Regions from separate parts of the Sus scrofa genome. Here all the other regions are linked to region 1. The links are chromatin contacts, called in public HiChIP or PLAC-seq maps. All regions are on one chromosome and are shown on one strand. The core of a region is the stretch at or near the end of the contact, and the rest is flanking DNA. Distances in the headings are between cores, read along the strand shown.

Region 1 (3,352 bases), core at 286-2,785:
CACCCACCCCTGGACCGCGGTCTGGCCAGGCCCCTCCCCTCTCACAGACACGCTTTCCTGTGCGGGAAGAAAGATGGTGAGGAGGGGAAGGCCGCCCTTCCCTCCAGCAAGGAACCCGCTGAGGCTTGGGGAGGGGCTCCCGAAAGTCAGGTGCCCTCCCCCTCTTCCTCTCCCCTCGCCCCACCGGGGCTTCCCCGGGGGGAACAGCTTAAAAACTGAAAGAGAAACTTGCCGGCGGAGGCCCACGGGCCCTCTAGGGAAGGCTGCAAGAATCCCCCTCCCCTGCCTCGAACTCCTGAGTCCCCGTTTCTGGGAACCGGGGATATTCTGGCCCAAAGTGAGGGCCACGCCACCGACGGTTCCCACTGGACGGCTCCGTCACGGCGGGCCCATGGCTGGGGTCGCGAAGGGGCGAGAGCCGGGGAAGCAGACGCTCCCTCTCTGGGGCTGCGACCCCCTGAGCTGTGCCCGCGGTCTCCCTCTGGCCGGTCCGACAGCGCCCCCTGCCCATGCGGGCGGGGACGGCGCCCACCCTCGACCCCTCCCTCCCTCTGCGTCCCCCGTCTCCCGTCCGCGCTGAGCGCTGCGCCGAAACTCCCTCTCGGTCCCGGGGACGGTTCCCGGCACGCCGCCGCCGGCTGTCGGGCTCCGGGGCCCGGAGCGCGGGGGCCCGGGCAGCAGCCGAGTGCCCCCTCTCGGCGCGCGCCGCCGGGGACGCGCGGCCGGGCCACCCACCTGGTCGCGCCGAGCCGTCCGGCAGCGGGGCCGGCGTTCGCTCCCGGCCCGGGCTCCTGGCGGCGGCGGCGGAGGCGGCGGCGGCGGCGGCAGCGGCTGTTACTACAGGAAGGCGCAGAGAGCAGCGATTTCCTCCTCAAAGGTCAGCTGCCTCTGATAGACCATACACAGCGCGCGAGCTCTCGCTACCACCCCTCCCAGCCTCGGTCGCTTTCTCCCTGCCTCCGCCCTCGGTGGCTGGCTCCCCGGGCCTCAGGCGGCGAGGCGAGGCGGGGCGGCGCCGGGCGTGGGGGCTGCCCCGACGGCGGGGTCCCCCCGGGAGTCCCAGCCTGCCCTCGCTTGCGGCCCCGCGGAGCGGCCGCGGCCCGTGCTGGGCAAGAGGCGAAGCGGTGGCTGGAGGATGGGGGTGGGAGGGCTGGGAAATCCCGGGCTCTGGAAATTCCAAAGCACAGCCTCAGTTTTCGCATCTGTAAAAAGGGAGGAGGGAAGGGTTGGACCGGCTGGAGATGCCTGCAGCCCCAGCTTATGTCACCTCTTGAATCTCTAGACTCAAAATTTTAATGTGTGTGTGTGTGTGTGTGTGTGTGTGCGCGCGCGCGCGCGCACGCGTGTGTGTTTACGTGGGTTGGGGACGCAGCTTTTGTGATCTCAGTGGCGAAGCCCTGGCCAGGGGAAAGACTGGGGATTCCAGAGAAGCCAGCTCACTCAGAGGGCCCCATCACCCTCCTTCCACCACTCCCACCACCGTGCACTCACCCGCTGCAGTAGAAACAAGAACGAACCCTGGCAGTCAAATGCTCAACCCCCTGACATTTTGCAGATGAGAAGTGGAGTGCAGAGCGGGGAAGGGGTCCCACCGTGGGCACGTGGCCTGATCCGCAGACTATGATCCGTGCGTGATCCTGGCCCTCAGTTCACGCGAGCCCAGTCACATCTGAGGCTGGTCCTATCTTCAGAAAGTCCAGGGAAGGCCGTCTTGAATCCTCCTCACAAGCTCCCCACTGCCTCTAGGCCTGGCCACAACAGGGAACACCCTCCCTGAGCCTTGCCTGGCTCACAGCCCCCTCCCTGAGCGCCCCTCTGCGGAGCGTGTGGAGTTGGGCAAGGTGGCCCTGGAAGCCTTCCATTCCCTTTACCCAGCTTCCCTCTCCTCTGGGGCCTCCCCTCTGCCTGGCAGCTGGTATTGGCAGCATCAAGGGAGGGGCCAGCCTGGCTGCCCACTCACAGCTGGCTGGGCCAAGACCTTGTGTCCTGGGGGGAATCATTCTCCTCTCCCTCCCTCCCTCCCTCCCTAATTCCTTCTTGGATCTGCCCTTTTCTCTCTATTCCCTCCCCCATCCCACACCCATCCATCTTCTCACCACTCACTACTTCCCCCAGTTTCTTTTCTTTTTTCTTTTTCTTTTTGCTTTTTAGGGCTGCACCTATGGCATATGGAAGTTCCCAGGCTAGGGGGCAAAATGGAGCTGTAACTGCCACCCTATGCCAGAGCCACAGCAACTCGGGATCCAAGCTGCATCTGTGACCTACACCACAGCTCATGGCAACACCGGATCCTTAACCAACTGAGTGGGGCCAGGGATCGTCCTCATGGATACTAGTCAGGCTCATTACCGCTGAACCACAACAGGAACTCCCCGTTTTCATTCTTTTATTTCAGAGACCACTAGAAGTTTAAAGCTGCAGATCCACCCCCGCCACACACACTCCATGTGTGGTCGCAGTCTCAGTTGGTAGGACCATGGGGAGAGAAATTGAAATGGTAAAGGGGTTCAAAAAGGATTGGGGAAACCCTGCTCTAGGGATGAGGGAACATGCTACCCCCTCACCCCTTCTTCCCCTCCTCTGTGCAACAGATTTGGCCAGAGGAGGGTCCGACACACAGCCAGGGAGTCACCTGGAATGACAGTCAAGTGTCAGCACTGGAAACAACCGAAAAGATGATTTTACAAACGGGGAAACAGAGGCTGGAGAGGGGAATTGACTTGGCCAGTGTCAGGAGGACTGTCAGTGGCAGATCCAAACCCACTGCCGCACGGTGAGTGGGCCCTACTTGGCACCTGGGCACTCCAGCCTGTCACTGTGAGCAGGTGGCGAAGTCAGTCAATGGGAGCAGATCCCGTGGGTCTCCAAGTCTTCTGAGCCGCATCTGGCATGCAGAGGATTACTCTTGCCATGCATCCCCATCTGGGCATCTGGGGAGGCTGGGGTCGGCGGGGGCGGGGGGTGCCAGCTCCAGAATAGGGGCCCTGCCTGCCCACTCCCAGGAAGCTACCTCACCAGCCTCCTCCCCAGGGCCTGTAGAGGCCTGCTGCTCCAGCTGGCAGCCCCACCCACCAAACATCTGGCTGGGTCAGACTGGGCTGGGCGAGAGGGTGGGTCCTTCTGGGTCCTGAAAAATCTGTATTAGGGTGCCCGTGACCAAAACGGGAGGGATTGGCCTAAAAGGGTGTGCCCCAGTGCCTTCGGAACCCTCCCATCCCCCCCTCCTGCGCCCAACGTGGGCAGCTGTTTCCCTGGCCACCTCTGGATGTCTCTCCGTTTGGTCTCTGTGAGGCCCTGAATCCCCGTGTCCTTCACGGCATGTTTCCTCCTCTTGCCTTTTGATTCTCTTTCT
Region 2 (3,352 bases), core at 260-2,759, 82 kb after region 1:
CTGCATCCCAGCGCTGCAGAGATGCCGCCAATCCTGTTGCACCACAGCGGGAACTCCTGAACTAGACCCTTTAAATGGGTGATTCGTATATGTAAATGTGTAAATTATATCTAATAAGGCTGTTATTTTTTTTAAAATCAAGTGCAAGGCCTAAATAAGAACTAAAAAGGAGTGAAAGCAAGGTGGGGTAGCCAGATAGAGCAGACCTGTGCAAAGGAGCTCAGCTGTGAAAATAAGAGAGTTTGCAAGACAGAGGGCTTTTAGCGTCTGAGAGCCTGGGTCAAGGGCACAGGAGGAGAGAGGACTTAACCGTGGGACTGCCTCCTGCCATAACGATAGGAGAAGTTTGTGTTTATTGTGATAAAACCAATAAGCTAACCCAGGTGGTGGCCCCAATTACCAGGTAAAGTTAGTTATTTTGAGAACACCTGTTAGCAGGTGGCGTCTGCCCGGCTCTGGCTTTAAAGGGGAGCGAGGTTTTTTTGGTCTTTGCAGTTTCAGCTGATTGCCTGCGACGCATCTCACTCCAATTTAATGCTTATTCAATAACGAAAGCATTTTCTTTCTCTACCACCTTTTTGGAGAGCAATTCTGGATTGGAGAAAATTCTGGGTTTTGTTTGTTTGTTAGTTTGTTCATTTGTTTTGGCTGCCCCACAGCATGTGGAATTCCTGGCCCAGGGATCAGATCCAAGCCACAGTTGTCGCATACACCCAATCTTTAACCCACTGTGTTGGGCCAGCGATCAAACTTGTGTCCCATTGTGCTACAGTAGGAATTCCAAAAATTCTGTTTCTTAACAGTTCTCAAATCTAATGAATAGTGAGACTTTTGTCAATGAAGCTTATGATGAACAGGAATTGTTAACCTCTTTACAAACTGACTAATCTGATTTAAAAAAAAAAAAAAAAGGAGCTGAGATACCTCAATAAAAGTCTGTTTATTAAAAAAAAAATTTGGAAAGTTCCCGTCATGGTTCAGCAGAAGTGAATCTGACTAGCATCCATGAGGACACAGATTCAAGCCCTGCCCTCGCTCAGTGGGTTAAGGATCCGGTGTTGCTGTGAGCTGTGGTGTAGGTTGCAGATGCGGCTTGGATCTGGCATTGCTGTGGCTATGGCTGTGGCCAGCAGCTGTAGCTCCAATTCGACCCCTAGCCTGGGAACCTCCATGTGCCACGAGTGCGGCCCTAAAAAGACCAAAAAAAAAAAAAAAAAAAAATGAAGCAAATTTGAACCTACTTCAGGATAGGGTGCACCCCACTCCCCACTCAAGCTGATTGGAGGCAGTCTTTTCACACTCAGCTTCCTCTTCCTTCACATGCTACTCTGGCCCTAACCTCCCTCCACCTGCCAGCTTGGGCCAGCTCCCAGCCCGGCAGTCCTTAGGTGACCTGCCCCTTTAAGAGCTCCCCCCCTTCCCAGCACCTCCCTCAGGCCCAGCAGCCGGATTTCCCGGTCCAGGCCCAGCCCTTTAAAGTCGTGGCCCCAGCTTTCTGGCCCGCTGTGCACTGAGGCTGTACGGAGCACTGCGGGGACCCTGGGTGCCTGGCGGAGGCACATTTGGGCTGTGACAGGTGCATGTGGGACATGGAATCACTGCTCGGGGCTCAGGGGGAGACACGATGCTGGGAGAGGGTAGGTCCTGGACAAAGCAGAGCCACTCGGGAATGGACCAGGCGTGTCATCGGTTAGGCAACCGCTGTGTGCCAGGCACCGTGCCATGCCTTCCCTGCACCTTCTGAAGGGTGTTATTACTCCCATCTTACAGACAGGGGAAGGGGACGGAGCTCAGAGCGGCGAGCTGAGATCCCCAGGGCCAGCCAGCTAACCAGGGGCAGAGCCAGGATCCCGATTCAGGTCAGTGTGGCCCCAGAGCCCTGATGTTCTCTCCTCTGCGTCTCACCTGCCTGACAGGGGTCCTGGCTTCTCGAACCTCCATTTTAACTGATTCCCCCCAGGGGGAGGGGCGGGGGAGGAAACGGATGGTCCCCGCCTCCTCCTCACAATCCCTCGATGCGGAGGCCTTCCTCCTCCTAGGGAGCGGCTTAGAGATGCTGCTGCTGCTGCTGTTCCTGCTGTTGCTGCTACTGCCTCCACTGGTGATGCTCTGGTGGTGGCACTCCCAGGATGCCAGGCTGTCCTGGCTTGTCTGCCTCCAGCACCGTGTAGCATGGAGGGTCCTGTGCTGGGCAGCTGCCTGGCAGCAGAAGAGGCTGGAGCAGAGCACGCTGCACGCAGGCCAGAGTCAGCAGCAGGCCCTGAGATGGTGTCTGCAGCGGGCCCAGGGTCCCTGCTGTCCCCTCAGGGGGAGCACAGGTGTGTTTCCCAAGGCGTGGGGAGGTGGCCCAAAGAGAAAGAAACCCCATAGGACAGTCAGATTCCAAAACCTGAAAACCTCCCTCCCCGCTTCTTCTGCCAACACAGAGGGGCCTGACCCAGAGATCTGACCCAGGCTAAGGAATGGTCAAGAGAATTTTCCCATCCTGGGTCCTGGTAGCCCCTCATCCCCCAGGCCTATTCCGGGTTCCTTCCTCAAGGATGTCACCCGTCTTGGCCTGAAACTCTTGGGAACTCTGTGGCTTCATAAAGATTTTGTGATGTCTTTGGGGCTACAGATATAAGCACCTTCCGGAATCATCTTCCACTGACCAAGGCCAGCCAGGTCCAGGAGGAAGAGGGTAGGGGGCAGGTCTTGCCCCCTACCTCAAACCAGTACTGTGGGGAGGCCTCTCTGCAGGTAAACTGGGAAGGCTGGAGCCCGACCCCACCAGAGACCCCCCTAATTGCAGCCAAACCCTCCCATCAGGATGGGGGGGGGGACCCAAACCCAGAATTCCCACTTAACTCAGCGCGTTAAGAACCTGACCAGTATCCATGAGGATTCAGGTTCAATCCCTGGCCTAGCTCAGTGGGTTAAGGATCCAGCGTTGCCATGAACAGATGCAGTTTGGATCGGGCATTGCTGTGGCTGTGGAATAGGCCAGGGCTCTAGCTTCCATTTGACCCCTAGCCTGAGAATCTCCATATGCCGTGGGTGTGGCCCTAAAAAGAAAAGGGAAAAAAAAAAAATCCACCGAAGTGGGGGCTCAGGGTCTGGTTCAGGTCCAAGGCCAATGCTGTCTCTTGTCTCTCTCCAGGCCACCTTGCTGGGTCTGGTAGCGCTAAACAAGGCCTATCCAGAAGTGCTGGCTCCGGGAGGCACAGCCCGTGTGACCCCTTCCTCCCCTTGGCCCTACCCCCTCCCCTGGCCTTGGCATGCCCTGGGCCAGGTGGGCCCTACCAGAGCCAAGGACCCTGGGGCTTTGCTGCTGGAGGCACTGAGGTCCCCAGGGCTGCGGGCCCTGGAAGCC
Region 3 (3,352 bases), core at 595-3,094, 66 kb after region 1:
CGCTCAGCCAGACAAGTGTTTGCAACTCCATCCCCTCCTCAGTGGTTTTCTTTTTCGGGCTGAGGGGATAAATCCTGCAGGTGTTTTCTCCTAAGGTTCTGGCTTCTCTCCCCTTCACCCCACCCCCGCAGGGCAGGGTGCCCTTTGCGGTGCCTGACAAAGTCCTGTGGCCGCAGCTGTGCGAGGCGCTCAACATGAAATTCAAGGCCGAGGTGCAGAGCAACCGGGGCCTGACCAAGGAGAACCTCGTGTTCCTGGCGCAGAAGCTCTTCAACAGCAGCAGCAGCCATCTGGAGGACTACAGCGGCATGTCTGTGTCCTGGTCCCAGTTCAACAGGGTGAGGGCCCCCGCCTGCTGCAATCAGATCAGCCCCTCCAGGCCAGACCCCTCGGGAGCATCCCTGCCCCGGGCCCCCGTTCCTCATGCCTCTAATACACCATGCCCACGGTAATAGGAAGCCTCTGAAAGCCACATGCTTTGTGTGTGTGTGTGTAGAAAATTTTGTGCTTGAATATTTAAGCAAACGGCTTTGCATGCATTTTCTTCCTTTGTAAAGGAAACAGCAAAGCAAATGATCACATAACTCATGAGAAGTAAAGCTTTGGTGATGCTCAGAACTCCATGGCTCAGTCCCCTTGACTCTCTGAGGCTCCTTGAGTGTAATGCAAAGTCAGACTCCCATGGGGCCCTCAGCCCTCAAAAGAGGGTGCCAATGAAGGCCACATTTCCTCTAGCCTCAGGCAGTTCAGATGCCACCTGTCACATCTTCGATTTTAAATTGAACGTTTGTGTCTTTGCATCCATGGCCACCCCCGTGTTTTAAGTGCCCCAGTTCAAAGATCTCATAGTCTCTGAGTCTAACTCTTTTAAATGGCTGTGTGTTAACCAGCTAGCCAACAGGTTTGCTGGTAGTCAGAGGAGGTTCGATAGGGGAAGCAGGAGGCCTTGGTAGTCTGTCTTTTCCGTTGCAGAATCATGCCTTCCAGCAGAATCAGATAACTGCACTTTGCTGATAATTATTGCAGCAGCTGTATGATGGCGTGTTCTCTGTGGCCTCACAGTGTGATCTAGTCCAGTTCAAATTTACACATCACCTGGGCAGCTTGTTAAGGCGCAGGCTCAGCTTCAGCAGGTCTGAAATGGGGCTTGATATTTTGCGTTTCCCAGAGGCTCCCTGGCAACGCTGCCGCTGCGGGTCACAGACCACACATCAAAAACAGTAAAGGAGGGGGCCCAGTCTTTAGGGCCTTAGCCTCCTGTGACCCTCTTATGCCTGTCAAAGCAATAAAGCTATTCTTTTCTCCTTTGCTCCGCCCCCCCCCCCCAAAAGCAAAGAACAAGTCAGTCCAGATGCAGGGGCAAGTGTTTGTAGCCGAGATCCACGGACTGTTGGTAACTGCTCTGTGGTATTTCCCCCTTCTTCTGTCTTTTCCTCTCTATCCTGGTTTTTTTTTTTTTTTTGGTTGTAGGACCACTTGATCAAACTCAGGCAGGCGTGTATATTTCTATGATTCTGACAGTGTAGATGTTATTTTCCCTTTAATTTCACCAGTTAAAGTCTATACGGGTAATATCCTGAGGGTTCCTTCTGCCTATTTGTATTCATTTGTTGTCTCTCCAACCAGGAAAATTTACCAGGACGGAATTACACTTTCTGGCAGTGGTTTGATGGCGTGATGGAAGTGTTAAAAAAACATCTCAAGCCTCATTGGAACGATGGGTGAGAATCCTTTCTTAAGTTAGCAGTAGAGTTAGGAAGATGATCTTTCCGGCATTAAAACATCCCACTCTGCTTCTGCTCCTTTGGCATTTCTGATCCAGGGCTATTTTGGGTTTCGTGAACAAGCAACAGGCCCATGACCTACTCATTAACAAGCCCGACGGGACTTTCCTGCTGAGGTTCAGTGACTCTGAAATTGGTGGCATCACCATTGCTTGGAAGTTTGATTCTCGTGAGTGCCCCTCCCTTTTTTAAGACATATCTTGGCTCTCGTTAGCTGCTTTTGTTGCAAAATTACTTTAAGAAACAAGTTATTGAGTACATATTATTCTTTGGGGCCAGTGCTAATTATGGGAAGCACAAATGTATAACCATGACACAGCTGCAGCCTGTGTAAAATCTTCTGGGAAACAGTTACTAGTTTTGAGAAACACAAATGTACAAGGGGACATGGCCACCTGTAATGCAGCGCCCTGTCCCAAATCTCAGCTGCTTCTCATTTGAAATATTTGCCTTCTTATCACTCAACTTTGAACTTACTCCAGTAAAGAATTACTTTGTTGTTTGGAGTTGTTAAAGTGGAATAATATGCTATTTGAATCATTCCTTTATCCTATTATAAGAATATTGCCATTGGAGTTCCCATTGTGGCTCAGGTTAAGAATCTGACTAGTTGTGGTCCCATCATGGCTCAGTGGTTAACGAACCCAACTAGTATCCATGAGGACATGGTTCGATCCCTGGCCTTGCTCAGTGGGATAAGGATCCAGCATTGCCCTGAGCTGTGGTATAGATCGCAGATACGGCTCGGATCCCGTTACTGTGGCTGTGGTATATGCGAGCAGCTACAGCTCCCATTCAACCCCTAGTCTGGGAACTTCTATATACTGCCATGTGGCCTTAAAAAGAAAAATATATATATATGTTAATAGTTTTGAATAACTCTCACATATCTGCTGGCTGTGGATATGCTTTCTTTCTCTCTTACATACTTTTGTACAGGGAGTCAGGGACTGGAGCCAGCAAGCTATCTCTTCTAGAGAGAGACAGAATACTCTTTGAACTTGAAACTCCCTGAGATCATTAAATCTCTAGGGAAGTGGTATATGCATTACCTGCTTATAGTAATGAAAGTCTACCCATAACTTTTTTTTTTTTTTTTTTTTTTTTTTTTTTTGCTTTTTATGGTGTGGCATATGGAGGTTCCCAGGCTAGGGGTCAAATTGGAGCTGTATCCGCCAGCCTACACCACAGCCACAGCAACGCAGGATCCAAGCCACATCTGCAACCTACACCCCAGTTCCCAGCAACGCCAGATCCTTAACCCACTGAGGCCAGGAATCAAATCTGAGTCCTCATGAATGCTAGTCAGATTCGTTTCTACTGAGCCATGATGGGAACGCCCATGTTTATTTTTTTAATGGAGATTTTTATTGGAACAGTTTTAATGGAGAGCTATATTTGTAGTATATTTGGGTTTTAAGATTTCCTGTTCAGAGACCATATTTAGACTATGATTATTCTGTTTACTGATCTAGAGGAAAGAATGTTTTGGAATCTGATGCCTTTTACCACCAGAGACTTCTCTATCCGGTCCCTGGCAGACCGCTTGGGAGACCTGAATTACCTTA

What was found. HiChIP or PLAC-seq counts read pairs in DNA pulled down with a chosen protein or histone mark.
Region 2: an H3K27ac HiChIP or PLAC-seq map of skeletal muscle shows a contact between it and region 1. The contact joins the promoter of GHDC here to the promoter of STAT5A in region 1. A contact is called at or near these places in 2 of 5 promoter capture datasets (fetal skeletal muscle and liver), 4 of 47 Hi-C or Micro-C datasets (fetal heart ventricle, fibroblasts, liver and 1 more) and 2 of 2 datasets of contacts at active chromatin or transcription factors (alveolar macrophages and skeletal muscle).
Region 3: a contact with region 1 is called in an H3K27ac HiChIP or PLAC-seq map of skeletal muscle. The contact joins the enhancer-like site here to the promoter of STAT5A in region 1. A contact is called at or near these places in 3 of 5 promoter capture datasets (fetal liver and liver), 14 of 47 Hi-C or Micro-C datasets (alveolar macrophages, blood, brain and 5 more) and 2 of 2 datasets of contacts at active chromatin or transcription factors (alveolar macrophages and skeletal muscle).

What each region holds. Positions count from the first base shown.
Region 1 is chr12:20,497,250-20,500,601 of Sscrofa11.1, forward strand. It overlaps STAT5A (signal transducer and activator of transcription 5A), which reads right to left and starts at 1,536. Exons shown (of 19, transcript NM_214290.1): 1 at 1,492-1,536. It also overlaps a transcript of STAT5B not described here.
Region 2 is chr12:20,579,519-20,582,870 of Sscrofa11.1, forward strand. It overlaps GHDC (GH3 domain containing), which reads left to right and starts at 1,510. Exons shown (of 10, transcript NM_001246239.1): 1 at 1,510-1,637; 2 at 1,771-1,859; 3 at 2,040-2,318; 4 at 2,618-2,739; 5 at 3,140-3,352. The coding sequence starts at 2,054.
Region 3 is chr12:20,562,832-20,566,183 of Sscrofa11.1, forward strand. STAT5B (signal transducer and activator of transcription 5B) reads left to right here. Exons shown (of 18, transcript NM_214168.1): 12 at 132-338; 13 at 1,627-1,721; 14 at 1,823-1,953; 15 at 3,260-3,352. Among named protein-coding and RNA genes, the nearest start is that of GHDC, 17 kb to the right of the region's middle. Within about 2 kb of position 1,845, at least 2 of the 83 cell types and tissues checked have an H3K27ac peak or open chromatin away from gene starts, as enhancers often do. A contact at or near this core is called in skeletal muscle, where this site is marked.